Linked DNA regions of Oryctolagus cuniculus: region 2 is linked to region 1. A link is a contact called in public Micro-C data. All regions are on one chromosome and are shown on one strand. The core of a region is the stretch at or near the end of the contact, and the rest is flanking DNA. Distances in the headings are between cores, read along the strand shown. Region 1 overlaps ISCA2 (iron-sulfur cluster assembly 2). Region 2 holds the start of LTBP2 (latent transforming growth factor beta binding protein 2).

What was found. Hi-C and Micro-C count contacts between places; a contact is called where the count stands out from the background.
Region 2: a Micro-C map of ear pinna shows a contact between it and region 1, with 4 times the contacts expected there. The contact joins the promoter of LTBP2 here to the enhancer-like site in region 1. A contact is called at or near these places in 4 of 6 Hi-C or Micro-C datasets (ear pinna, embryonic fibroblasts, psoas muscle and 1 more).

Annotation. Positions count from the first base shown.
Region 1 is chr20:20,601,886-20,608,510 of mOryCun1.1, reverse strand. The region is part of intron 3 of ISCA2 (iron-sulfur cluster assembly 2); the gene reads right to left. LTBP2 (latent transforming growth factor beta binding protein 2) reads left to right here. Exons shown (of 36, transcript XM_008272051.4): 19 at 3,444-3,563; 20 at 4,414-4,536; 21 at 4,752-4,877; 22 at 5,178-5,303; 23 at 5,954-6,076; 24 at 6,175-6,300. Among named protein-coding and RNA genes, the nearest start is that of ISCA2, 18 kb to the right of the region's middle. Within about 2 kb of position 3,065, at least 1 of the 8 cell types and tissues checked has an H3K27ac peak or open chromatin away from gene starts, as enhancers often do. A contact at or near this core is called in ear pinna, where this site is marked.
Region 2 is chr20:20,676,931-20,683,555 of mOryCun1.1, reverse strand. LTBP2 (latent transforming growth factor beta binding protein 2) reads left to right here and starts at 4,297. Exons shown (of 36, transcript XM_008272051.4): 1 at 4,297-5,071. The coding sequence starts at 4,587.

The DNA of each region.
Region 1 (6,625 bases), core at 1,816-4,315:
CCACTTGGGTTAAGGGCACAGCTCCGGTGCAGACAGGCCTGGGTCTGGCTCCTGTCTCCTGTCTGGAAATGGAAACCATAAGGTCCATCTCAGAGGCTCTTGCGAGGACCGAGATACATGAGGGGCTCGCCCCGTCTCCAGGGTCCCTTCCCTGGCCCAGCAGGACCCCCGGCCCCCACCCCCTCTCTGGATCGTCCCCTCCCATCCCAGAGGAAAGGCTGCCGACACACACCGCGCCTGAGAGGTCAGGCCGGTTCCTGGCCCAGGGCGGACCCCGCGAGTCTGCTGAAAGAAAGAATGATGCAGGCGGCGCAGGGCTCCAGGTTTCCATCGGTAACCACAGGCCCAGCCCGGCACCCCCAGCCAGTCCACTTCCTCCCTCTTTCTTCTGTTTCCAACCCAGAAACCGCGCTCTCCGCTGCAACCCAAAGTCTCTGGTGAAAGGCTGCGCAGTCTGGCCCAGGGCCCCGCCCACAGTCTCAATGGCATTTCCGTTGTCCCGAACTCCGGGGTTCCCACGGACAGGGGTGGATCCCCTGGAGACTGTCAGGGCCTTCCCTGTGCCCCACCCCCAGCCCACGCTCCCATGAAGGCAGAGGTCCCCATGCCAGAGCTGCACCCAGTCTGAGAACATAGGACCCTCCCATGTCCTGCTGCCCTCTGGGGAGCCCATTGCCTGGGGCCTGGGGGCTCTCTTCAGCAGCCTTGTCCTGAGAGGACCAACGGTCCGGTTGTAGGCACCGTGGCCCACTCCTTGCCCGGCTAATGTTGGTTGAGTGCCAGCTACAGCCATAGACATAACAGACACCTCCTGCCCCTGACAACCAGAGTACCAAAGCTTGCCAAAACATGCCATAATATTAGACTAAAAGTCAAACTCCAGGCGTGGTCTTGAGGGTCTAGCCATTCAGATGCCACTGAGGAGGCCCACAGCCCTGTCAGGGTGCCGCTGTGGGTGCCAGCTTCCTGCTGATGCACCCTGGGAGGCGGCGGGAGACAGCTCAAGTCCCTGGATCCCTGCCACTCATGTGGGAGACAGAGTTCCCGACTTCCGGTTTCCACCTGACCCAGCCCTAGCCAGTGCAGGTATTTGGAATGTGAACAGTGGCTAGATCTCTCTCTTTCTCTCTCTCTCCCCCATGTCCCCTTCAAATGAATCACATAATAAATAAATAATTTTTTAACGTAAAATGAAATCCAAACCCTAGACTAGACAGAACAATCTCCGCTCCGTGACTGGCTCCAGTGCAGGTCCCAGGAGGCTGGGGAAGAATCCCAGGGAATCTGCTGCTGCGATCCAGAGCCTTCAGCTGGCTCCTTTGGGGAACCACTGGGTCGCATCCACTGCCACGCAGGGATCCTTTCCCTGCTCAAGTGGAGCTGAGGGGCTGCTCTGCTCTCCTGGCCTCCCGCACCCACCTGCTGTCAGACTGCACACATGTGGCCATCGCAGAGGTGCCAGGATGGACTGGGTTCTGCTGCATCAACAGGCAAGCCCAGCCTTAGCCCGGCTAGGGTCTCATCAAGGCCTCATGTCCAACGCGGGTCAGCTGGGGGCTCTGCTGCTCCCTCCAGGACTCGGTTGAGGGAACAGCCAGTCTCTGGGATGTGGCCAGTTCCCTGGACAGAAGAGGGAGCCGTCTGGAGAGTGGAACACAATTAACAGGCTTGGTCCACAAATCACACACATCCTGCCCACTCGCAGCTCATCAGGCAGCACTAGTCTCCCAGCCCTGCCTGACCACAAGGGCCCAGGAGGCAGATACCTGCTGTGGCCCAGAGTGTGGAGGGCTGGAACACTTCCTGCCCAGTGTTAATAAGCACCCATGTCTCCTAGAGATGCAGCACGGGACACTCCCTGCACCAGCTCCAGGAGAGGTGCCCAGCACGGGTGGGACAGGGCACTCGAGCCCTCCGCTCCTGCTGCATCTGGTCTCCTTCCTGAGCTGCCTGGCCCCTGCAGCAGGGGGAAAGCCTCTGTTTTTCTCGGCAAGGACTTATGCTGCTTTCTTTTCACCTGCAAAGCCTCATAGCTCTGAAGCAGGAGTTGCCTGTCATTCCCAACGCCTTTGCCCACGTGTGCAGAGAGCTCAGCCAAGGCCAGCAGGCCAGGGTGCAGCCTGCCCTCGTCTGGGGGCAGGTGTCCTGATCCTACTCATTCTCTCTCTCAGGAACCCCTTAGAAAAATGTTTATTTCTTTATCCTATTTATTTGAAAGGCAGAGAGACAGAGAGAAAGACAGAAACAGATAGAGATCTCCCATCCACTGATTCACTCCCCCAAATACCCACAACAGCCAGAGCTGGGCCAGGCTGAAATTCCTAAAGCCAAGGGTTCAATCCAGGTCTCCCACGTGGGTGGCAGGGACCCAACAACTTGGGCCATCACCTGCTGCCTCCCAGGGTGCCCATTAGCAGGAAGTGGGCATTCCAACATGGGATGCAGGCATCCCAAGCCGCATCTTAACCACTGCCCCAAACGCCCGCCCCTAGAACCCCTTAGGAGAGTCCCGCCTGGTGTCATCACAGCACCACTGGGACTGCTCTGGGCTCTCTGCAGAGATGAGCCTTGTCCACGTGTCCCCAAGATTGCCTCAGAGTCATGGGCGTCTCCCCGTAGACACCCACCTGAGTCACCGCCTGCCGAGGGGCGGGGGGGCTCCCTCTTCTGGACACTCAGGGTGGAGCTTGAGAGGATCCAGGTCCCCGAGGACCGATGGCTTTGATGTGTCCTGACTCTGCAGACCCTGCCACCTCCACTTCCTGCCCACGTCCTGCTCTTTAGTGACCTCTGCTGGCCTCAGTCCCCTGCAGACAGGCTGTGCTCTGACCCTGCCTGACCAGCTGGTGCCCAGACTCATCCCTCTGTATCATGGGTGTGGGGAGACCTCCATGGCTCTCGGCCGGAAGGAGGGTCTGACCCCTGCCCGCCAGAGAAGCCTTTGGGCTGCACCGAGCTCCGGGGCTGGGCTTGGCGTGCATCCTCACTTCCTGTGCAGAGCAGCCCATCTCTGCTCCCTGCCCCTGGGGGGGATCAGAGCCCCAGGCAGCAGCCCCCACTGGCCACTGCAGCAGGCATGTCCTATCCTGGTAATGGTCCCTGCATGTAAAGGATCCAGAACTGACCCAGGGCGAGGTGGAGGCCCATCCCTGTCGGCTCTCCCACCCTCCCACAGCTGGTGGTGACCACGGCCCCCTGCGCCCACCCAGGGAGTGTCTCCCTTTCTCACAAGTTCTTCTGTTCATCTCTTTGGTCTGGGACAGTGGGTGGGAGGTGGAGTTGGGAACACAGGGAGACTCTCACTGTTTCCTACTCTTCATCTGTGCAGAAACTCACGTCCCTCCCCAACCAAGGGCAGGGTCAAGGATGTGCGTGGTCGCCGAGCTGCCCATGGGCTGGGGTTCCCAGGGACCGCCGCTGAGGGAAGGGCTGTTGTTTTGCAGATATTGACGAGTGCCGTCATCCTGGCACCTGCCCCGACGGGAGATGCGTCAACTCCCCGGGCTCCTACACTTGCCTGGCCTGTGAGGAGGGCTACAGGGGCCAGAGCGGGAGCTGTGTAGGTGAGGGCTGCCTGCCAGGGCACAGGGGAGGGGGCTCGGGGAGGGCGAGGCGGGCAGATGCGAGCAGCTGTGCTCCGTGATCCGGCATCGGGCATGAGAAGGGTGTGCTCCGGGAACTGGGGCTCTGCCCGCTGAGTCAGCCAGTTTGGGGGGTGGGGGGGCTCTTCTGCCACATCCGCTCTGGAGCCGGAGTCCAAGCTCCCGCGGGGTGGGGTGGGGTGGAGAGCCAGTGGTGAGAGCCAGCAGCCGGTCCCTCCGCAGTCCTGGGACCGTGGGGGCTTCGGCTCCTCTGCTTGTCACAGCGGCATCTAGATGGCACCCCGCGCTGAGCGGGGGCTGGGTGTGAGTGGCAGGAGGGGTGTTCCCTCAGCCCCCACAGGAAGAGGCTTCAGGATGCTGGGAGGGACTGAGTTTTGAATGGATTCTTTGAGGCTCTGCAGAGGGCAGATGTTTCCCAGGCCCCGGAGACGGCCACAGCCACCCCGGCACTGCTGGCTTCTGGTCACGCTGCCCGCCCACCTGCTGAAGCTGGGTTAGGGCTGGGAACATGCACTGGGTGGTTGGCAGGTAGGAGGCCAGCGGGGCTCAGAGCCACACTGAGATGGGTCAGGGGCCTGGAACGCCTCAGTCCGAGTGTCCTCAGCTGGCCAAACCAGCCCCAGGGCTGAGCGACCCTGTCCCCCTTTCTAGAACACATGGGGGCATTGCTCCATGATGCGGGACAGAGCTGAAGTGAGCGCTGGGGTGGACTGCGGAGCCTGGCCTCGTGGCCTCCACAGTGGATGCTGATTCCCTGGCCTGTGCCTGAGACACTCTAAGCCAGCCCGCCGGCTTGGGCTTCTCCCCCCAGATGTGAACGAGTGTCTGACCCCCGGGCTGTGTGCCCATGGGAAGTGCGTCAACCTGGAAGGTTCCTTCAGATGCTCCTGTGAGCAGGGCTATGAGGCCACCTCCGACGAGAAGGGCTGCCAAGGTACAAAGACGCCCCAGGCCCCTTCCTGCACAGACAAACCCGGCCTACGGCCCCTTCCCCTCGGCACACGCCCCCAGCCCCGTCCGTGCCCAACCCTGCATCCTTAGCCACGCTGACCCAACACTTCCCTGCCGAGACCCATCCTCCCCTGTGCCCCTGCCCGCCTGACAGCTGCTGGCTGTCCTGGCACATCTGTCCCCGACGGCCTGTTTCAGATGTGGACGAGTGTGCCAGCCGAGCCTCGTGCCCCACGGGCCTCTGCCTCAATACCCAGGGCTCCTTCACCTGCTTGGCGTGCGAGAGTGGGTACTGGGTGAATGAAGACGGCACTGCCTGCGAAGGTACCCTGAGGAGGGTGGGCTGGGGCTGGGCGCAGGGCACAGAGTGTGTGGGCCTTCTTACCTGCACCCGCCCCCAAGAATTCTGTTTGCCCTCAGCTCTGGGCTGACACTGAGGGGTTCCAGGTTAGGCCAAGGACCCATAATGCCCAAGAGGGAAGCCGAGGGCAGAGCTGCTCCTGCAGCATCCTAGGGACGGGGCACAAAGGGAGAGGGGCTGCCCCTCACCAGGGGCCCAGAAGTGCGGCGAGGCCTTGCTGGTCCCTCGCGGTCACTGACAATGATGGCCCTCTCTCTGCCCAGACCTGGACGAGTGCACCTTCCCAGGGATGTGCCCCACGGGGGTCTGCACCAACACCGTGGGCTCCTTCTCCTGCAAGGACTGCGATGCTGGTTACCAGCCCAGCCCCCTGGGCCGCACCTGCGAGGGTAAAAGCCCCCCAGGGGCAGGGGGCGCACAGCGGGGATGCAGGGGGCTGGCCCTTCACTCTTGGAGAAGGGAGTGAGCAGAGTGCCCCCTCCCACCCCCGACCTGAGGACAGAAACCAGAAAGGTAGCTGCAGGTCTGGGTGCAGTGGGGGCGTGGAACTCCGCATCACCGAGGGGCCCTGGTCTCCGGCAGCTGCCTGGGCCTCGTCCTGGCCCTACGAGACCAGACTCCAGAGGGGCCCTGGGAATCTGTTGTCTGACAAGTGCCCCGAGTGTTCCTCCCCAGGATGGGTGTTGGGACCTTACTTTGGAGAACACTGGCCGGTCCCGAGCAATCTGTAGCCAACTTTCAGCAGGGAGTTTCTGCCGCCTTCTCAGGGTCTCTGTGTCAGTTTCTGGGTTTATTTCATACTTGTTTTCCCCTGGCTTCTCTGAACTCCAAGCCTTTGCAGACATGATGCGGTCAGAGGGTCCTGGCCACCCCAGGCCGAGGGTCCTGGGTGTTGTGTGGGCAGAGCTGGAGAAGCCCAGCGGGGGGCAGGGGAGCTGCCAGGGCCCGGGCAGGTGACAGGGCCCCGAGAAACCTGCCCTTGGCCCCGCCCTTGGGTGCTGCTGCCATTGGCGGCCTCCCTCCTCCACGTGGCCTGCAGATGTGGATGAGTGCGAAGACGCCCAGAGCATCTGCCTAGGAGGCGAGTGCAGGAACACGGAGGGCTCCTATCAGTGCCTGTGTCCCCAGGGCTTCCAGCTGGCCAATGGCACCGTGTGTGAGGGTGAGCGGCCCAGGTCTCCCCGCTGGCGTTGGGGCGGGGGCAGCGAGGATGGGAGGACACACACATCCGGGACACCCACTGCCCGCCCTGTCCTGCAGATGTGGATGAGTGCCGCGAGGAGGAGCACTGTGCGCCCCACGGCGAGTGCCTCAACAGCCCCGGGTCCTTCTTCTGCCTCTGTGCGCCTGGCTTTGCCAGCACTGAGGGAGGCACCAGCTGCCAGGGTGAGACGCCAGAGCGTGTCCAGTGGCCAGCCGGAGGGGCCCTGGAGGCCGTGTCTAGAGCTCATGTTAATACCAATCCCGGAGTATGCTCATGCACCCCCCCCTGACTCCCCACCTAGGGATGAGAAGGTGGGAGGTGGGGGTGTGTGGAGGGAGCCAGCAAGCGGGCCAGGAAGGGACCCAGGATCTTTCCTGGGGGCTCCCCATGCACCCCTTGCTGCCCAGCTCCAGGGCCCCTCCCTCCAGCCCAGCCTCTGGCTTTCCTACCCCAAGCCACTCCCCAGCCCTGCTGTGGGCTACCCAGAGCCCAGAGGAAGATACCCAG
Region 2 (6,625 bases), core at 3,048-5,547, 74 kb before region 1:
CTCGGGGGCTGCGGAGACGACCCAGGGTGGCAAGCTCCCGGGGATAGGGTGAGCTTGTCTGCCTTCTTCTTGGTGGGTGGGGATGGCATTCACTGAAACTCACCCTGATGGCATTCGTCTGTCTGGACCCAACGTGGAGCCCCAGCCGGCATGCTATGGCAGGGTATGTGACAGGGCCAGAAATTCAGCACAGCCAGCAGCACCCCCATCACACCACAAACAGCTGGCATGCAGCTGGAGGCGGACTCCCCTCCTCTGGAAGCTGGCATTGGCTTAGGGCCCGGGGCCAGAAAAACCTGAGTGACGCGCAGTGCAGTCACCGGTAGCCTTGGGACGGTGGGTGGGTCATTTTGCCTCCTGGCTTCACTGGCTCCTCTGACAGGTGAAGGTATGGTACTTCCTTCATGAGATTATCCTGAGCATCCAAGGAGACCCTGACAGTCACTTAGCACAGCACCTTGTACACGGCAGTGCTCTAGAAATACCCGCCGGCGAACAGCGCAGCCGCCACTCAGCGCTTTTTCTCTCTTAAATAAATAAATAAAAAGGAAAGAAAACAGAGCTTCATCCACAGGAGACAGAAACGCTCGCCACAGGGGAATGGGAAGACCCTTACCAGAATATTCTGCAGGGGTATCCACTCGATGGCCACCCAGCAGCAAGTCAGGCTTGAGGGGTGGGGAGTGGGGGGCCAGGGACAGGCACTGGCCGGCCAGGGCAGGGTGGTGGTGAGTTCTACGGGATGTCACACTGCGGTGTCTGAAGCAGAGGGGCTCTGGCAGCTTCTGTGGGCCCAGGAGGCCTCTCTCTGCTCAGTACCGGGGTCCCGGCCGCCGGGTGTCTGCACAAGGACCCCCGGAGCCTGTGCGCTGCTCCCATCTGGAAGGCTGTGTGTCCAGCTAGCCTTCCTTCAGCATCCCGACTCCTGATTAACCAGGAAGCCTGTTCTTTGTTCTGAGCAGGGGAGCAAGCTCTCCTGGGGAGAGGAATTCAGGGCTGGAGGTCTAGGCGCTTCCAAAGAAGAAAGCTCCCCAGAATTCCGTCTGCGGAGAGCCTGCGCCGGAGCACAGGCAGCAGAGACCGGTCCTTGCTCCGGGTCCTTATTTACCACATTAGTTCGGGTTCAGAGAGCCCTCCGGCCGCCAGCACTATTCCAGCAAGACGTGGGGGCACAGTGAGCTTGCCCTGGGCACCCAGCAGCCTGCCGACCCCGGCATCGTGTGCCTGTGCCGGAATCTCTTTATCAGCACCTTGGGACTCTCTCGGTGGGGCTTTCCAGAGATGACTTCCCTTCCTGGAGCCAAGAGATGGGCGACTGGGCTCGGCCACCAGCATTCTGTGGCCTCATTAGGGAGGAAGTGGGGAGCAGGGTGGGGATGCCGTGAGTCAGGCGCCCTCATAAACAGCCCCTGTTCTTTCACCGTGCAGAGCGCGGGGGGTGGGGGGAGAAAGTTCTGGAAACTCCCCATCTCCAGGGAATGGAAGTGTGACAAGTGTGACCATTCGGGAATTCAGGACTTTGGTGATGACACCCCCCACCCCCACCCCAGTGATGGACCACTTAAGAGGGGAGGTGGGAGGGTGCATTCCTAAGAGCTCGGGTGCCAGTGGGGAGAACCGACCATGCTTGAATCCTGCACTTGCCACCGAGCAGCTAGCTGTGTGATCTCGGGCAAGCCGGGAGTCGTTTCCAGCCCGTGTTCTTCGCTGTCTGTGTGGAAACCAAAACGCCGCCTTCCCTTGGTGAAACGAGCCAAGTTATGGAGCACGCTTAACACAGCGCTTGGACCGTAGAGGACTCCATAAATTTTGGCAGCTTAAAAAAAAAAATAAAAGAACAGAACTCGAGTGTTTATGAGAGTGGCGATTCCAAAGCGCGGCATCAACAGGTTGCAGAATTCCAGGCGAGGGGAGGGGCGGGCAGCCAGGGGCAGACGCGCAGACGGGCGGCTGCTGTGGGTCTTCGGAGTAGATCAGCCATGCTGGGGGGTCCCCAGGAGCACAGGGAGGGAATTTACAGGGACCCCTTGTCCTGGCTGCGGAGTGGGCAGGCACTGGGTGGCGAGGGAGGGTTGGGGCTGAGGTCACGGCGAGAGGCTGAATGGGCGGCAGACGTCCAGAAATGCAGACGGAGGAGACGGAGCAGTAATAATGACTTGGACACATAGGAGGAAAAAATAGCTCAGGGACGCAGATGACGCCAAGGTTTCTGGCCCGGCGAGGCTCAGGGGGCTGCGAGGTGAGCGCTGGGGGAGGACGAGGTGAGCTTCCTGAAGGCACGGGGCAGGTAGGGGCGAGCAAGCGAGCTGCACCTGCAGAGCCGGGGCAGCTACCTGGGCAAGGAAAGGTCGGCGTGGAGGGAACAGAACATTCCAGGAACTGGGATGTGACGTTCGTCCCCAGATGCAAGGGCTAGGGGCCTCCGGAGCCAATCCTGAAGACGCAAGGCCAGAAACTTGGACCAACAGCTACCACTCGGGACTCAGTCGTTCTCCCTGAAAATGGGCGTGCGGCTCCTAGCCCTTGACGGGCTTATTCTTTCCTTCAGTTAGCCGCTGCAGCCCTGCCACTGCTTGGCTGTCTCATAGAGCCAAGGGCAGTTCCAGGCTCTGGGGAAGCCAGAGCGCTCGTGTGGCCTGGGGAGCCGCACCGTGAATGGCTTTGTAGGATGCTGACCAGGACTTCTCCTGCAGGCTCAGGAGGTGTGCGGAAGCTGCCGAGCCCAGCCAGGAGAGGCTAACCAGGCTCACGCTCCACGAGGCTTCCCTAAAGGCAAAACAGGTTCCACAAGGATCAGAGCCCGCGCAGGAGCCAGGTCTCCAAATGAAAGGCAGCCAGCCGAGCGCCGAGGGCTGGAAAGCAGGGTGCAGAGTGCCCTCGCGCCCCCTACAGTGAGAGCCTGGCACAGGTCACCTGTGGAAGAGGAGACGGGCGGGCTCCCCAAGGCCAGCCCTCCACGGAGGCCGGCTGCGTTGCTGGAAGCTACAGGCACCCCCGTGTCCCAGATGGTAGTGCTGGGTGGAGGTCCTCCAAAGAGACCCCCCCCACACACACACACCTCCAAGAGCACACAAGTGTAGGAGAAGCCAGGACTGGACACCTGTTCCAGTAGAGTTTGCTCCTTCCCTCTCCTGGTACCTTGACATGGAGAAACCTCTGCAGAAAGGGAGGCTCAGAAAGACAGACCACGCCCGGCTCCCCGCTGTGGGGTCTCTGGTCAAGGGACAGGCCTGGGGGGCAGGGGCAGTGTTCACTTGAATGGAACACTGACTCAACGGTGAGGTTTTGATTGGAACAGGAGCAGCCTCCAGTGCGTATGCACTGATCTTAGGAAACCACCCTGGCAGGGGTAGGCAGGCAAAGGGTCTTGCCCCAGGTGTCACCAAAGGGAGGGACCCCGGACATTCACCGCCGTGGGTTGAAGCCCCAAGCAGAGGAAAACGCAGCTGCTTCCGATTGTCCCTGCACAGGCTCCGACCATCCAAAATATCAGCTACAGAGGCAACCACGGGAGGGGACACAGAAACAGGGAAGATATCACTGGATGGAGAGACGGGAGCCAGCGCAGAAAGATGCACCCGTGGAATCCCACTCCAGGGAGTGAGGGCTGGAGTAGGACTCTGACCCAGAGGCAGGAGGCCGGCGTCCCTGCCCCCTCTTGGACACACAGCGTCTCCTTGTGTGCCCTTATTCAAGAGGCTTTGGGCCTGAACCTCTGTGAAAAAGAGGCAGGCCGGGGATTGATGAAGCCGAAGCTGCCAAGGCTGCTCCCCCGGCCCGGCTCCACCGCGGCCGCTACGCCGAGCCTGCGGCCGGCTCCACCAGGGGGCGCGCGCGCCCACGCGGCCCGGGCCCGGGAGCTCCCGGCGCTGCCCCGGCGCCAGCCCGCACTCGCGGTGGGCGCCCCCAGCGGCCGGGGCAGGCGGCGAGAGGGCCCGGGCGCACCTGCCCTGGGCTCTGTACCTGTTTCCCAGGCCTCTGGACCGCTCCCGCATCCCCCTGACTGCAGGCTGCCGCCCCGGTCATCCGTCCGGGAGTTTGTCCTCGAGGTCAAGGCCAGATTACCTCGGGACCGGTTAGCAGTGCGAGCTCGGCCAGGGCCGGAGAAGGGTAGCTCCGGGGCCCCTGTCCCGGCACACGCCATCTGCCCGGCCAGTCCTCAGTTCCTCACGGGTTAATCCCCCTCGCCGCCCGCCCGCTTCCCGGTGCCAAAGTGGGTGTTGCTGGAATTCCTGTCTCCCTCTCCGTAATGAGGGGGCCGAGCTGTCCCTCCGAGGAGGGGGCATGGTGTGGATAAAAGAGCCGAAAAAGCAGGAGGAGGTTTCCAAAAATAAAACCCTCCGAATCCCCTTCAGACGGCTGCAGCGCCGGGGCAGCGGCCGTGGGCGCCCGGCTGGAGACGCAGCGCCGACTCCAGACTCAGGGGGCAGCTCGGCCCCCCAGCGGCCGCCCTCAGGACCCCCTAGGCCCGCAGACTCGGACCGCCAGGCGGGTCGGCAGAGCAGTCCGCGGGCGGCCGGGCGCACCCACGACTGAGCCCGGCGCGGTCCCCCCTCGCGCTCCGCTCTCCAGCTGCCTCCTGCGCCATGGGGCTGCCGGCCACCTCCCGCCACCCGGGGCGCCCCCGGTGGAACCCCCGGCGGGGCTTCCTTCCACTCGTCCTGGCCCTCTTCGTGGTCATGGGCCATGCCCAGAGGGACCCGGTGGGGAGATACGAGCCGTCTGGCAGGGACGCGAACCGGCTGCGGCGCCCTGCGGTTAGCCACCCGGCCGCCGCTAACCCAGCCAAGGTGTACAGCCTGTTCCGCGAGCAGGACCCGCCCGTCCCGGGCTTGCCGCCCGCGGAGCGGACCCCGCCGGGCTGGGGGAGCCCCAGGAGGTCAGCCGAGGCGGAGGCCAGGAGGCCGCCCCGCGCGCAGCAGCCGCGCCGAGTCCAGCCACCTGCGCAGAACCGGAGAAACAGCGCCCTGGGCCAGCCGCAGCCCGCACCTTGGGCCCGGGCCGCGCCGGCTCTCTTGCGCAGCCGGACCCCGCAACGGCCCGGGGCCGCTCCGCGAGGGCGGCTCACCGGGTGAGCATGGGAAAGGGAAGCGAGCGGGACGCGAGGAGTGCGCGCGGGGGCTCCCGTGCGCTCCTTCGCGGAGGGGAGTGCGGGCGCGAAGTGGAAGCCGGCCATGCCCCGGTCCCTCCGCGGGGAAGCAGCCTCGAGTTTCCAGGGCCACGCTCAGACCCGCTTTCCGGGTGTCCGGGCAAAGCCCTAGCTCATCCTCTCCCTTTCTGGCCAGCTCGCCACGAGCCCCAATGTCCAGTGCCTTCGCAGGGCGCCTCTGGCGCGCACGCGCTCCTCCCGCGCTCAGCTCGCGCATCCGGGCAGCAGACGCCGGCGACGCTGCGACCAGGAAGCCCCGGGTGTCTGCGCCTGGAGCTGGGGGCACTGGGGAGGTTGGGCCGGGGCAAGGTTACGGGGGGCTACGGGGCCCAAGCAGACGACATCCTCTGGTAAGGGACTGACAACGAAGCCGCGCGCCCGGGCACGTGTATGGGTTAAGGCGCCAGTGGGCTGGGAGTGGAATGGGCGCGCGCTTGGGGGCACTGCGGACAGGACGTCGATCCGGATGTAGCGTCTGCACGGTGCGTACGTACGTGGAGAGTGGAGTGCTCTAGCGTGTGTGGCGCGACTTGCAGGGCTAAGCCTCGTTCCAATCCTCTGGGGGTGCCGCCCCCTGCTCGCTGCGGGGGTGCTGTCGCCCAGCGAAGACCCCCATCCTCCACCCCGGCTCCTCATGGCCCAGGGGGCTCAGCCTGGCCCGAGTCTGACAGGTGTCTCTAGATTGAAGACCCCGGAGCCCCGGGCACGGGGGACCCTCCGCAAGGCTGGGAAGGGCTCTGGCAGCCCTGCTTGGCCCGGGCGTGAGTTTTAGTAGGGTTTGGTCCTGGGGAGCAGCGTGAGGGCCGCATGCACCCCCAGTCCTGCTCCTGAGGCCTCGTGGCCCTTGCTTGCACTGTGGTCCTTGGCCTCATCCTGCTCTCTGCTGGGCCAGCCTCCTCCCTCCACTCCTGCCCGGTCCTCTCTCACTGTCCCGGCTGCCTTATGGTTCTCCACAGCGCTTTCTCCATCCGGTATGCTCTGTTTGTGTTTAGGATCTGGCCTCCCAGCCCGTACTAATGCAGGGTGTGGGAAAGCAGGGGCTTTGTTTTCTCATTTCTGGGTTACTGGTGCCTCGAACCGTGTCTGCACCTGGGGTTCACTAGGTGTCCGTTGAGTGACTTGTGAGCGGGCGCGTGAACCCCCTGCTGCCCAGGAAAGGGCCGGCTGGCATCTGGCAGAGAGTAGACCGGGCACTGCCCGGCTGCTTCCGCGGAGGGTCAGTCAACAGGTATTCATAGGGCACCTGTGCTGCTGTTTTTTTTTTTTTTTTTTTTTCTTGTCCTGACTGCGAGTGAACAGATGCTCTAAAGAGAGTGCACGTGGAACGGGAGAAAGGGGATGGGGCCCAGAGACCAGGGCGTGGCTCCTGCTGGGAGAGCAACTCAGTGACTTAAAATCAGGTTGGAGGGACCGGAGGGTGTTGTAGTGCAGCGGGTGAAGTCACCGCCTGGGAGACCTGCATCCCATATCCGGGTG